Linked DNA regions of Sus scrofa: region 1 is linked to region 2. Evidence: chromatin contacts called from public Hi-C data. All regions are on one chromosome and are shown on one strand. The core of a region is the stretch at or near the end of the contact, and the rest is flanking DNA. Distances in the headings are between cores, read along the strand shown. Region 1 overlaps GSE1 (genetic suppressor element 1). Region 2 overlaps GSE1 (genetic suppressor element 1).

Region 1 (5,775 bases), core at 29-2,528, 140 kb before region 2:
GTGAAGCTCTGGTGTTGCCATGAGCTGTGGCGTAGGTCACAGATGCAGCTCGGATCCTGCATGGCTGTGGCTGTGGTGTAGGCCAGCAGCTGTAGCTCTGATTCGACCCCTAGCCTGCAAACCTCCATATGCCGCGGGTATGGCCCTAAAAAGATTAAAAAAAACAGAAAGGGAGGGGAAGGGAAAGCTCGGTGCCACACTCCCCACTCCCCACCACCAAGGCCTGCGCTTTTATCCATTTTATCTATTTCCTATTGGAAAGGAGGCCGGGGGGGGGGGCATCTGGCCTCCTGTAACCGATTGAATTTCCAAGCTTAGATGAGCAGCCCCAGTTCACTGATGAGGACGCTGTGGCTTGGGGAGAGGTCAGGGCCATGCCTGAGTCACTCGGGGTCGAGCCAGAACTGGAATCTGCTCTCTGACCCAGGCCGTTGTCCCCACACCAGGCCTGACCTTGGCTGTGCCGTCCCTGGGCAGCTGTGGGGACCATTGCCCAGGGCTGGCACTTGGCTTCGTGGGAAGGCACCTGGGGCCCTGGCTCCAGCCACGTGCAGGTCAGGAGGGCTGGGTCGTCTGGACCCGCCCATCGCCCGGAGCACAGTGTCCCTTGCCAAGTTCAACATCGGCTTCTGCCAGAGGCCAGCCCAGTGTCACGTGGCACGGGTTCCAGGAAAGAGGGTGTCCTCTGCCATCCCCGATGGCCAGTCCCTGTCTCCTAGCTTCTGACGGGTCGGCGCCTTCAAAGCAGGGGGCGTGGGGCAGAGGGGCAGCCCACCCAGAGCAGAGAAACCTCCCTGAGCCTTCTGGAAATGTAACTGGCCGCCGTGCTTGCCCTTCCGAACCCTATTGCAAAGATAAATAAATGCATAAACCTAGTCAGATGTGCATTTGCCACAGGTGATGACCAGCAGCTGTTTATCCTGCCACTGTGCCAGCAGCTGACACCCATGGGGGCTGCCGGGTGGGCCCCAAGCTCTGAGGACACCGCTCCAGCCCCGACGGCTCTGCCGGGTTGTCGGGGGGGCTGTTGTCTCCACTTTACGCTCAGGGACTGAGGCTCCGACGACCCCAGGGGCCCATGCGGCTGGCCTGGGTGGGGCTGGGCCGAAGCTCGGGGTGTTCGTGCCCTGCCTCCAGCCTCCTGCAATAGCCCCGAAGGGCAAACAGCCCCGCCCCAGGCAGGTGGCTCGGCTGCGTCTGAGCATTTGTGGCCCCAGCGGAGACAGAACCTTACAGATGGCCCGGGAGCTGATCTCAGGTGGCCCTGGGATGCTGAGGCCACAGACTCCAAGCCAGACATGGGGCCACACGGGCCCACAGGACTTCTGTGCCCTCTCTGAGCAGGAGACATGGGCTGGGAGCCAGCGTTCCGTGCCAAAGGCTCGGCATTTTCGGAAACCTTCTGGTGACCACGTGATAGCGGGATTAGATCCACTGTCCCTGCCCACTTCAGCCGCCCTTAGAAAGGGTGAAAGGTGAGAGGTCAGAGGTGGAGTGGCTGGCCAACTAGAGTTGTGAAAGTGAGATACCGAGGAGGCTGTGACGTTGAGTCCCTTCTAGAAGGAAGGGACCTTTGCAGAGGCAGGGTTCTGGGAGGGAGGACGACGGCGAGGAGACGTGTGTACACAAGACGGGTAAGGGGACCCCGATCCACAGGCCTTTGTGGCCGGAACCTGCCAGAACTCCCAGGGCACCGCCCGGTGGGTCCCCTCCTCCCTGACACCTGCCAGGCTGAACAGAGGGCCGCAGCCCTGACCACGTGTCCAGGGCCAGCTCTGCGGTGACACCCCCACGCGGTGTCATGCGTTCGCTGTCCTGACGTTTGCCCTCGTTGCTGAATGAGGGCCCCCCGTTTTCGTCTCGTGCTGGGCCCCCCGCCTGTGTTGTCGGTGCGTGTGTCACATGCTTGCCTCTCATGTGCCTTGTGAGATAACGCGGCACAGAGAGGCTGGTCACCTGGCCAAGGGCCACCCAGCTTCCATGTCCAATAAAGCCTTGACCCCAAATCTGTCCTGAGTCCAGGAAAGTTTTCTGTGACCTGCCCCTGCAGGGCTGGAGTCCAAAAGACAGTCTGATAGCAAGTGTCAGCCGGCAGGTGGATCTGAACCATCACTCGCTGCAGGGGGTGCTGGAAAATGCTTCTGCTGCTGCGGAAACGGGTTGCCGGTTCCCCAAACAAGCAAACCTCGGGTCCCTGCAGGACCCTGCCGTGCCACTCCCAGGTAGATGCCCACGCGACCTGAAGACACAGATGCCCATAACCACGTGTCCACCGCAGCTCACGTCGGCACCCGTTACGTAAACACAAAGTGGCAACAGCCCAAGCGTCTCTCCACGGATGACGGCTAAGCCAAATGTGGCCCATCCATGCGATGGAATATTATTTAGCCATGAAAAGAAGCCAACCACTGATACATGCCCTAGCGTGGAGGATGCACCTTGAAGCCACGCAGCTGGACAGGGCTGCATACTGTTATGATTTTATGCGAGTGAAATGTCCAGAATAGAGACAGACAGTGGACGAGTGTTTGCCTGGGATCTGGGGGGAGGAACGACTTCGGGGGACGGGGTGTTGTTTGGGGTACTGAACGCGCTCTGGGATTCGCGAGTGGTGAGGGGCACACGGCATCGGCATCGTAATACACTAACCGTCCCCGGGTTGTGTGCTTCAAAATGCTGCATTGTGTGACATGTAAGTCGTGGGTCTGTTTTTTTCCCCATAAACTGTATTTGATTTATTTTTCAATTGAAGTCTAGTGGGTTTATACTGTTGTGTTAATTTCCGCGGTACGGCCAACTGATTTCAGTTTTATAAACACTCTCTTTTCGTCTTCTGTTCCATTATGGTTTATCACAGGATATTGACTCTGCAGTGGGACCTGGTCATTTATCTGTTCGGTTTATCATAGGTCACATCTGCCAACCCCAACCTCCCACTCCATCCTCCCCCAGCCCCCTCCCGCTTGGCATCTGCACGTCTGTTCTCTATGTCTGTGAGTCTGTTTCATTTTTTTGTTTGTTTGCTTTTGCTTTTTGGAGCCACACCTGTGGCACACGGAAGTTCCCAGGCTCGGGGTCGAATCGGAGCTACGGCCGCCGGCCTCTACCACAGCCACAACCACGCCGGATCTGAGCCGCATCTGTGACCTACACCGCAACTCACGGCCACGCCGGATCCTTAACCCACGGAGTGAGGCCAGGGATGGAACCCGCCTCCTCATGGATCCTCGTTGGGTTCGTTAACTGCTGAGCCCCAAAGGGAACGCATGTTTCTGTTTTGTAGCTAGGTCCACTTGTGCTGTATTTTAGATTCTGCATGTAAGTGATATCATGTGGTACTTGCCTTTCTCTTTCTGACTTCACGTAGTATGAGAATCTCTGGTTGCATCCGTGTTGTTGCAAGTGCAATTATTTCGTTCCTTTTTATGGCTGAGTAGTATTCCATTGTATAGATATACCACATCTTCTTAGTCCATTCGTGTGTCAATGGACATTTTTTTTAACTCAGTAAATTTTATTACATTTATGGCTGTTCAGTGATCATCACAACCCCATTTACAGCTTTTCCTCAATGGACATTGTGGTGGTTTCTGTGCCTTGGCTGTTGTGAATAGTGCTGCTACGAACACAGGTGTGTGTTTATCTTTTTGAATTATGGTTTTGTGCAGGTATATGCCCAGGTGTATCTCTGTTTTTTGTTTTTGTTCTGTGTGTGTATGTGTGTCTTTTTGCCTTTTCTAGGTCTGCTCCCATGGCATATGGTGGTTCCCAGGCTAGGGGTCGAATTGGAGCTGTAGCCACGGGCCTACACCACAGCCATGGCAACGTGGAATCCGAGCCGCATCCGCACACTACACCACAGCTCACGGCAACGCCGGATCCTTAACCCACTGAGCAAGGCCAGGGATGGAACCCGAAATCTCATGGTTCCTCGTCGGATTCGTTAACCACTGCGCCACGACGGGAACTCCTGTATCTCTGTTTTTTAAAGAAGGCTCCGTGGCAAGAGCAAGCTTTGGGCCTGGACTGCACCCTTTTCGTTCTTTATGTCCCAGACCTCTCTGACCTCTGGAGGCTTATGACTGTCCCTCTGAGTTGTTCATCTCACAATCATGTTTTTTTGAGCAAAACCTGGGTCCTGTGATGTGGGAAAGGATATTTAATACTTGCCTTTTTAGCATATGTTCACATGAGAAAGTGGACAAGGACAGAAAAATGGCCTGACAGTTGGCACGTAACATCACTTCAGTGGAAAGAACAGGTTTTTCTGGCATCAGGAAATTCTGGCTTTTCCCAGACCTGGGATCCTCCCAACCCTTGGGGAGGGGCCGTAAAACCTAAAGGTTAGAGGGGAAGACTCTGGAGCCACTGGCCTGGTTCAGATCCCAGCTCCCCCCACTTTCTGGCTGTGTGACCTTAGGAGGGTTCCTTTCCCTCTCTGTGCTTCAGTTTCTTAATCTGGAAAATGAAAATGCTTCGAACAGTGCCTGGCCCTTAGGAAGCACTTCCTGTCTGAGTTTAACTCATGTTTTAGCGTCAGTCTAACTAGTATTTACTCATATTAACTAGTATTTGTGGGCACGTGCTAAGTGCTCTGGGCTCCCCGTCAGGGGACGGTTTCTCCCGGTCATCTGGGTGACAGCTGTGTGACCAGACACCCCGAAGTCGGGAGCAGGAAACCACCGCTTTGGCTGACAGATGGACAATTCGGGTGAGGCTGGGCAGGGGGGACCCGTCTCTGCTCCCCAAGCTTTCGCATCTGGACTAGGGCTGGAGGATGCACCTCCCAGACGGCACCCTCATGCCCACAGGGCTGGTGGCCCGGGCAGTGGCAGGGCTGGGAGTGTGGCGGTGTGCCCTCCCCAACCCCAGCACAGCAGGGTGGCTGGGTCCTAAGACCAAGGGTCCTGAGGCAGAGCCGGGCAGAAGCTGTACCACCCTCATGACCAGGCCTCCTTGGCCCCCTGGCATCCACTTCCCTGACTCCATCAGGGCCGGTCTCACAATGCCCCTGCCCCTTCCAGCGTCAAGGAGGGGGCCAAGCTGGAACGATCTGGACGCGCGTGTGGCCTGGGAGGGAGCAGTGCGGCCCATTTTGGGAAATATCATCTGTCCTCGCAGCCCGGAGGGTCAGGGCTGGAAGGGTGCTCACAGGTCACCGGGCCTGCACCCCACAGCCCACTGCACGGGGCCGGGGAGCGGGGGGAAGCTGAGGGGCGGAGAGGCGGGCAGGCCGTCCCGGTTCCCTGGCGCTTATCAGGGTGTGCGGAGGGATGGCCTCTCTCCTGCTCGCCCGCCAGCTCCTGGGAGGAGGGGGCCCCGCCGTCTTTGCGGCAGGACCCCCGCCCCTCCCCCAGTGCCCAGCTCAGACGACCGGGCCACCTGAATCCAGCAGACCCCCAGGCCAGGGCCCAGCCGGCCCCTCGGACCTGCCCGTCGCTCTCCCACAGTGACCTGGCCGGTGCTGCATGCAGCCGGTGCTCAATGACTGCTTGGTACCCTGCCCCAGCCTGACGGATGCCAGGGAGCTCAGGTCCTGCCAGGCCAGGGGACCCGGGGTGGCCAGACCCGGCAGACCCATCCGCTTCCAAACTGAGCCCCTTGCCCGCCCCGGGAGTGGAGGGGCCGGAGGTGCTGGCCTGGCTGGACCCCCCACCCACCCACCCCACCCCAGCAGGGACGGGAGGCCTGGCGGGCGGGCTTCCTGAGCCTCCTGCCGGAGGTGTCTCAGCAGCTGCAGGAAGAGCCGGCAGAGCCAGATAAAGGCCCAGCGGG
Region 2 (5,570 bases), core at 143-2,642:
GTACATACAACTTCGTCACAGCTGCGGAGACCCAGGCTCTGAATCAGCTCCCAGGGGCAGGTTACAGGGATTAGCACAGGGACGCAGCCCGCGGCCAGCTCAAGGTCACAGCCCATGGCCAGCTCAAGGTCACAGGTCGGGGAGCCCCAGGACAGCGCAGGCCGCCATCCTCAAGGGCTGGCCTGGTGCCCATGTGGTCTCGGCACCCGGCGTGGGTGTTTTGAGTCCTCTCTGCTTCCCGGTTCTCTGATTGTTCCCACTTTGCAGATGGGAAAAGGGAGGCCCAGGGAGCTGTCGCCACTTCTGCCTCAAGTCTCATGGCTGGGAGCTGGCGGAGCCGGGATCTAGGCTCTAGAACTCATGCCTTGGCTGCCGTGCCTCTGCGCCGGCTGATGGAGAACAGGCAGAGCTGTTGAGTAGATGCGGGGGGCGGGGAGTGTGCTCCCCACCCCCCGTTTGTCTTGCAGGCAGTGGTTCCCCTCCCAGGGTCCCCCTAACCCAGCACAGCTGTGTTACGGACCTGCTGGTTTCCTTGTTCCCACCCCTAACACACTTGCACACACGGAAGTACACCTGCTGGGGTTCCCATTGTGGCTTAGTAGGTTACAGACCCGACTGTAGGACGCAGGTTCGATCCCTGGCCTCACTCAGTGGGTTAAAGATCTGACATTGCCGTGAGCTGTGGTGTAGGTCGCAGATGTGGCTTGGATCTGGCATTGCTGTGGCTGTGACATAGACTGGCAGCTGCAGCTCTGATTCGATCCCTAGCCTGGGAACTTTCGTATGCTGCAGGTGCAGCCATGAAAAAAAATAGAAGGAAAGAAAGAAAGAAGGAAAGAAAGACGTGCACACCTAAACACTTATTTACACACATACACACACAGAGATAAGCACGTGCAAACCAGTGTGCATGCAGAGACACACGTACTGCGCCCATGCACGCACACACACACACACACACACACTGACATACACTTGTGCAGTGCTGGGCCCACATACACATGCATGTACTTACACGTATCCCACGTAAGCCTGTCGCATGCATACACTCGGAGGTGGGCCTGAGGGGTGGGGCCCAGGCTTGCAGGGTTCTCACACCTGCCCTGCTCCGCCACCTCCTGAGGACAGAGACCGCCTGGCGGCGGCGGCAGGGGACACCTGCCCCGGGGCAAGGTGCTCTGTGGGACGCTTCCACCTTGTACTTTCAACCCAGCTGTTCCTGCTGACAGCAGTGAGGTGTGACAGAAATAGCAGCAGGATTCACGCGGCGGTGACGGCCAGCGTTCTTGCAGAGCCTGGAGCTTAGGCCTTCTCTGGTTTGGGGCAGCCCGGGAGAGGGAGGCCCTGCAGCTGGCTCGGATGCAGGAGGATCTGGCAGGCCTCGTCTTGGTCCCTGCCAAAGGGACAGTGTCTGAGCTGGCCACCTGCAGGGCAGCAGGGGCAGCGTGGGCTGCATACCTGCCTTGCTTGCAAAAGGGCAGGAAAGAGCAAACACCGGCTTGAGCAATTAGAAGCTTGACATCAGGGGCAGGTGGACAGGTCTGAGTCCCGGCGTGACCTACCCCTGGTGGACGGGGTGGGTGCGGCTTTTCAGGAGTTGCGGTCTGATGGGCTGGGCCGGGGGTGGCACCACGGGCTCTCGAGCAGGGAAGGAAGCCCCCTTTCTAAGCCTGGCATACAAGTGGAGCTGGGACATGCTGGACTGTAGCTCCTGAGAGGTAGGCATGGGTGGGTAGGTCGGCAGGGTGAGGTGGGGTAAGCCAGGCTCAGGGCATCAGTGAGAGCGTGCCAGCCTGCCACAACAGAGCATTCCCCACACAGGTGGGAAGATAATTGTTTTAAATGCAATTGAACATGAATGTGCGATTCGAAATTGTTAAGGGGGAGAGCTTCCTCTGTGCGGCACTCAGGTCGGTGGCGTCTTGGGAGTGCTGGGACTCGGGTTCGAGCCCCAGCCTGGCACCGTGGGTTGCTGCAACTGTGGTTTCGGTTGAGACTGTCGCTTAGATCTGATCCCTGGCCGCAGGGAGGCCAAAAATGAAGGAAAACAAAAAGACAAAAAAAGAAATGATTAAGGTGGGTTTACGTTTTATGTGTCTTGCCACAATTAAGATTGATGTTTTTTAAGACGTCCACCTATATATGAAGTCACCGCCAATGCCATTTTATACCTGCCGAGTCAGCCCTCAAACGTAATAAAATGATAACATACGTTGCTGGCACAGCCATGGTGAAACAGACGCCTGGAGCCTGGCAGCACACGGACGGGAAGAGCTTTTTCGGAAAAGCAAAAGGGCAGGTTATGTGGAGACCCACGGAGATGCTTCTTCCCTGCTATCCCAGCAATCCCATGCTGGGGTTTCTTTTAAGCAAATCAGTCATCACAAACAGGCACCAGAACCGCACGTATAAAGATCTACATCCTGCCACGAAAAACTGGGACCACCCTAAGTGCCCCCCGATGGGCGCTGATGTCAGCCGGCGGAGTATTAGGGCGTCCTCGGGACGGTAATCCCAAAGACTCCGGGGATCAGAGATAATGGATAACAGGCTGCCAGGTGCACAGAAGGGTCTGGAAGAGGCTTGTTCTCTTTCTCCTCCCGTCCTTCTGGGGACGAGAACAACAAACGCGGATGTGTTTTGTAGTTCCCTTGGATGCCCTGAAAACCTCCAGAGAAGTGATAAACAGATCTTTGCATCCTGGTGCTGGCTAATTTGTTTTCAATAGGTTTCAATCAATTACGTGGGGTCCTCAGGAAGGGGAAGTGCACCCGTAATTGGCTAAAATAAATCACTCGGCACTTCAAAGGCAGCGCTCTGCTGAGATGCAGCAGCCCAGCCTTCGATTCTTAATAAACAGGCGTGTTTGTCCCCCACCCCCTGGGTCCCCAAGCTCCATGGGAACCGCACGGGGAGGGTCGGCGGGGAGGGGCACGCGTGGCAGTGATGGATTTGGCCACCCCGCAGAGGTCACCGAGTCTGGCGTGCTCCTCTCCCGTGTGCCCGCGGGAGCGTCCTGAGGCTGTGTGACAAGGTGCCCCAACCCGGTGCCTTAAACAGCAGAAATCTACTGCCTCCCGTTCTGGGGGGCAGAAGTCTGAGACCCAGGCGTCCGTAGGGCGGGGGTGCCTCTGAAGCCTGCAGGGGGGTCCTCCCCTGTCTCTTCCTGTCTCTGGTGTTGGCCCGGCATCCCCCACGCTCCTTGGATCGTGGCCGCATCCCTCTGTCTCCACCTCTGTCTCCACGTTGCTTCTCCCCTGTGTGTCTGTCTCAGGGACTCTCCTCTGCTTATCAGGACCCATCCTATTGGATCGAGCGCCCGCCCAATGCCAGTGTGACTCGTCCTAGCTTGCGTCTTTGCCACACATCCGAGGACCCTTTCCAGGCCCGGTTCAGGGGTAGTGTCTTTGATGGGGGCACAGCTCGGCCCACGCACTCCCTTCTGGGTGAGGGTCTCGGGGCGGGGCGGCCTGCTGGCAGATACTGTCCCTCTGCCTGTGTGTCTGGAATGACATCTGTCCCCCACAGGGGGCCCTGCCCTCCTCCCTCCTTCTCCTTTAAGGGCGGTGGGGGTGGGGTGGGCACGAGGGAGGCGGAGGGTGGGAGGGGGACGTTCAGCAAGGGGGGGAGCTCCCGGCAGAGGCCCCGTTTTTGGCTTCATAAACCTCATCCTCGCGCTGAGCGAATGCTCGTTGTGCACAGTGGGAGGCTCGGCGGGGGACCGGATCCCGTGGGGAATTAGCTCCGGCAGGAAGATCCCGGAGCGGGAGCGGGCTGGGGGGGGGCGGCTCCTTGGGGGACAGCGGGAAGGGGTGTGGGCACTGCTGGTGCTGAGCCTCGGGGCAGGCAGCCCGGGGTGGGGTAAACTGAGAACCCCCGGTCCCGAGCCCCAGGCCGCCAAGGGGCAGGGAGGCGTGTGGGCCTGGGGGCGGAAGGGCTGAGGCTTGTGCCCTGAGCATCTGAGGACCCAGAAGTGCATTGTCAGCTCTGACCCTGGCCGCTCCCCACAGAGGTCCACCTGCCTGTTCTGCTCCCTGGGGTGAGGCAGCCAGGCGCACGACCAGCGTCTACCTCCCTAAGCACGCCCGCTGTTCTGGCTCTTTGGTGCCGCAGAGCTGCCTCTCTGGGCGAAGAAGGAGGACTGTTCCCATTTTACGGATGAGGAGCACAGGCTCGGCCGTGTCAGGGCCCTGGGCAGCTGCTAACCGCCGTACCCCACAGTGCGCAGGGGGGTCTGACGAAAACCGCCTTGCGCGTGATCAGGCAGCACAGGGGCCGGGCCAGAGCCAAGGCCTGCGAGTTCTGCTGTCCCGAGGGGTCCCCTGACCCTGCGGTCACGCTTGAGTCTGAAACGCTGAGAGAAGTTGGAGAAGGAGCTCTCGGTGCTCAGAGGCTAAGCTGCCTTTGACTCTCGGGCAAGCACACCCGCCGGGGTGGAGGGTCCCGACGTCCGAGCCGGCAGGTGTTTGTGGAGATTCCAGCCCAGCTTGTCCGGGGGCCTCCTTGACATGTGAACAAGGTCAGCCTGGGATGCAGACGGGGGGTGGCCCCGGGGGACCAGGAAGTGGACCGTTCATTCTGAGACAGACCAGGACTCCTGGAAGACGGAACACAAGCCAGGCTGTACACACGTGATGTGGCCTCAGATGCTGGTGGGGACCGGATGCCAGGATGGGTGATGGGGGTCCACAGGTCAGGGAAAGGCCCCCCTAAGGAGGTGACTGAATGAAGAGAGGGGGAGGGCACCATGTCAGTATCTGGGGAAGGGGGACTGGTGCAGAGAAAGCCACACGTGCAAAGGCCCTGTGGTCTGAGCTTGCCTCGCCGTGCACAACAGTGAGGCGTGGAAACCAGGGACCAAGGAGCCAGATTTCTGGAGCCAGGATTCTGTCTTCGCTGTGGCTTTCTCTGGCATCCAGGGGTCACTCATTTTTGTCATCACCCTGCCTGCCAGGATGCCCCCGGGGGAGGCACCCCATAGCCGGGAAGGGCCAGGGCAGGTGTGAGCCCTCCTCCCAGGCCGCCCGGCCACCACCTGCCCCCACACTGCAGCTCGCCCGTCTCTCCTGCTCACAGATCACGGCTGCCTAATGAAGTACCTCACTCCTTGAAAGAACTCCAGGGCCCCTTGCTCTGAGCCAGGTCAGAGCCCCCGCGAAATTACAGCTGTAAGACACGGCGAGGGGGAGCGGGGCCTCTCGCCCTGCCTGTAATTACGGCCCACGGCGTGCTGATTGCCGCAGTCCAATTAATTAAACACGGCAGCGACCCAAATTATGATCCCTCGCCTCGTACCAAGCAGTATTTTTAACCTTAACTGTCGCGGCTGAGCTTAAATTTCCTATCTGGACAGAAGTGTCACCCGCGGGAGAAGGAGCGGTGTTGAACCGACCCTCGCCGGTGACAGACCCTGTAATTAGAAACTGTAGTGTCCCCGAGACTGGTCTTTAAAACTGTCAGAAGCCAAACGGCCGTCATTTGATACAAGGCTATCATTACCCGTGAACCTATTAGCTGCAGGTAAATAACATATTATGCCGGGACAGAAAGCAGGCAGGTTGGGGAATTGG

The links. A called contact is a pair of places that touch in the nucleus more often than the background predicts.
Region 1: a Hi-C map of liver shows a contact between it and region 2, with 19 times the contacts expected there. The contact joins two enhancer-like sites. A contact is called at or near these places in 1 of 5 promoter capture datasets (liver) and 3 of 47 Hi-C or Micro-C datasets (liver and skeletal muscle).

Annotation. Positions count from the first base shown.
Region 1 is chr6:3,526,369-3,532,143 of Sscrofa11.1, reverse strand. All of the region lies in intron 1 of GSE1 (genetic suppressor element 1), which reads left to right. Among named protein-coding and RNA genes, the nearest start is that of GSE1, 130 kb to the left of the region's middle. Within about 2 kb of position 1,278, at least 8 of the 83 cell types and tissues checked have an H3K27ac peak or open chromatin away from gene starts, as enhancers often do. A contact at or near this core is called in liver, where this site is marked.
Region 2 is chr6:3,391,548-3,397,117 of Sscrofa11.1, reverse strand. The region is part of intron 2 of GSE1 (genetic suppressor element 1); the gene reads left to right. Among named protein-coding and RNA genes, the nearest start is that of GINS2, 180 kb to the right of the region's middle. Within about 2 kb of position 1,392, at least 1 of the 83 cell types and tissues checked has an H3K27ac peak or open chromatin away from gene starts, as enhancers often do. A contact at or near this core is called in liver, where this site is marked.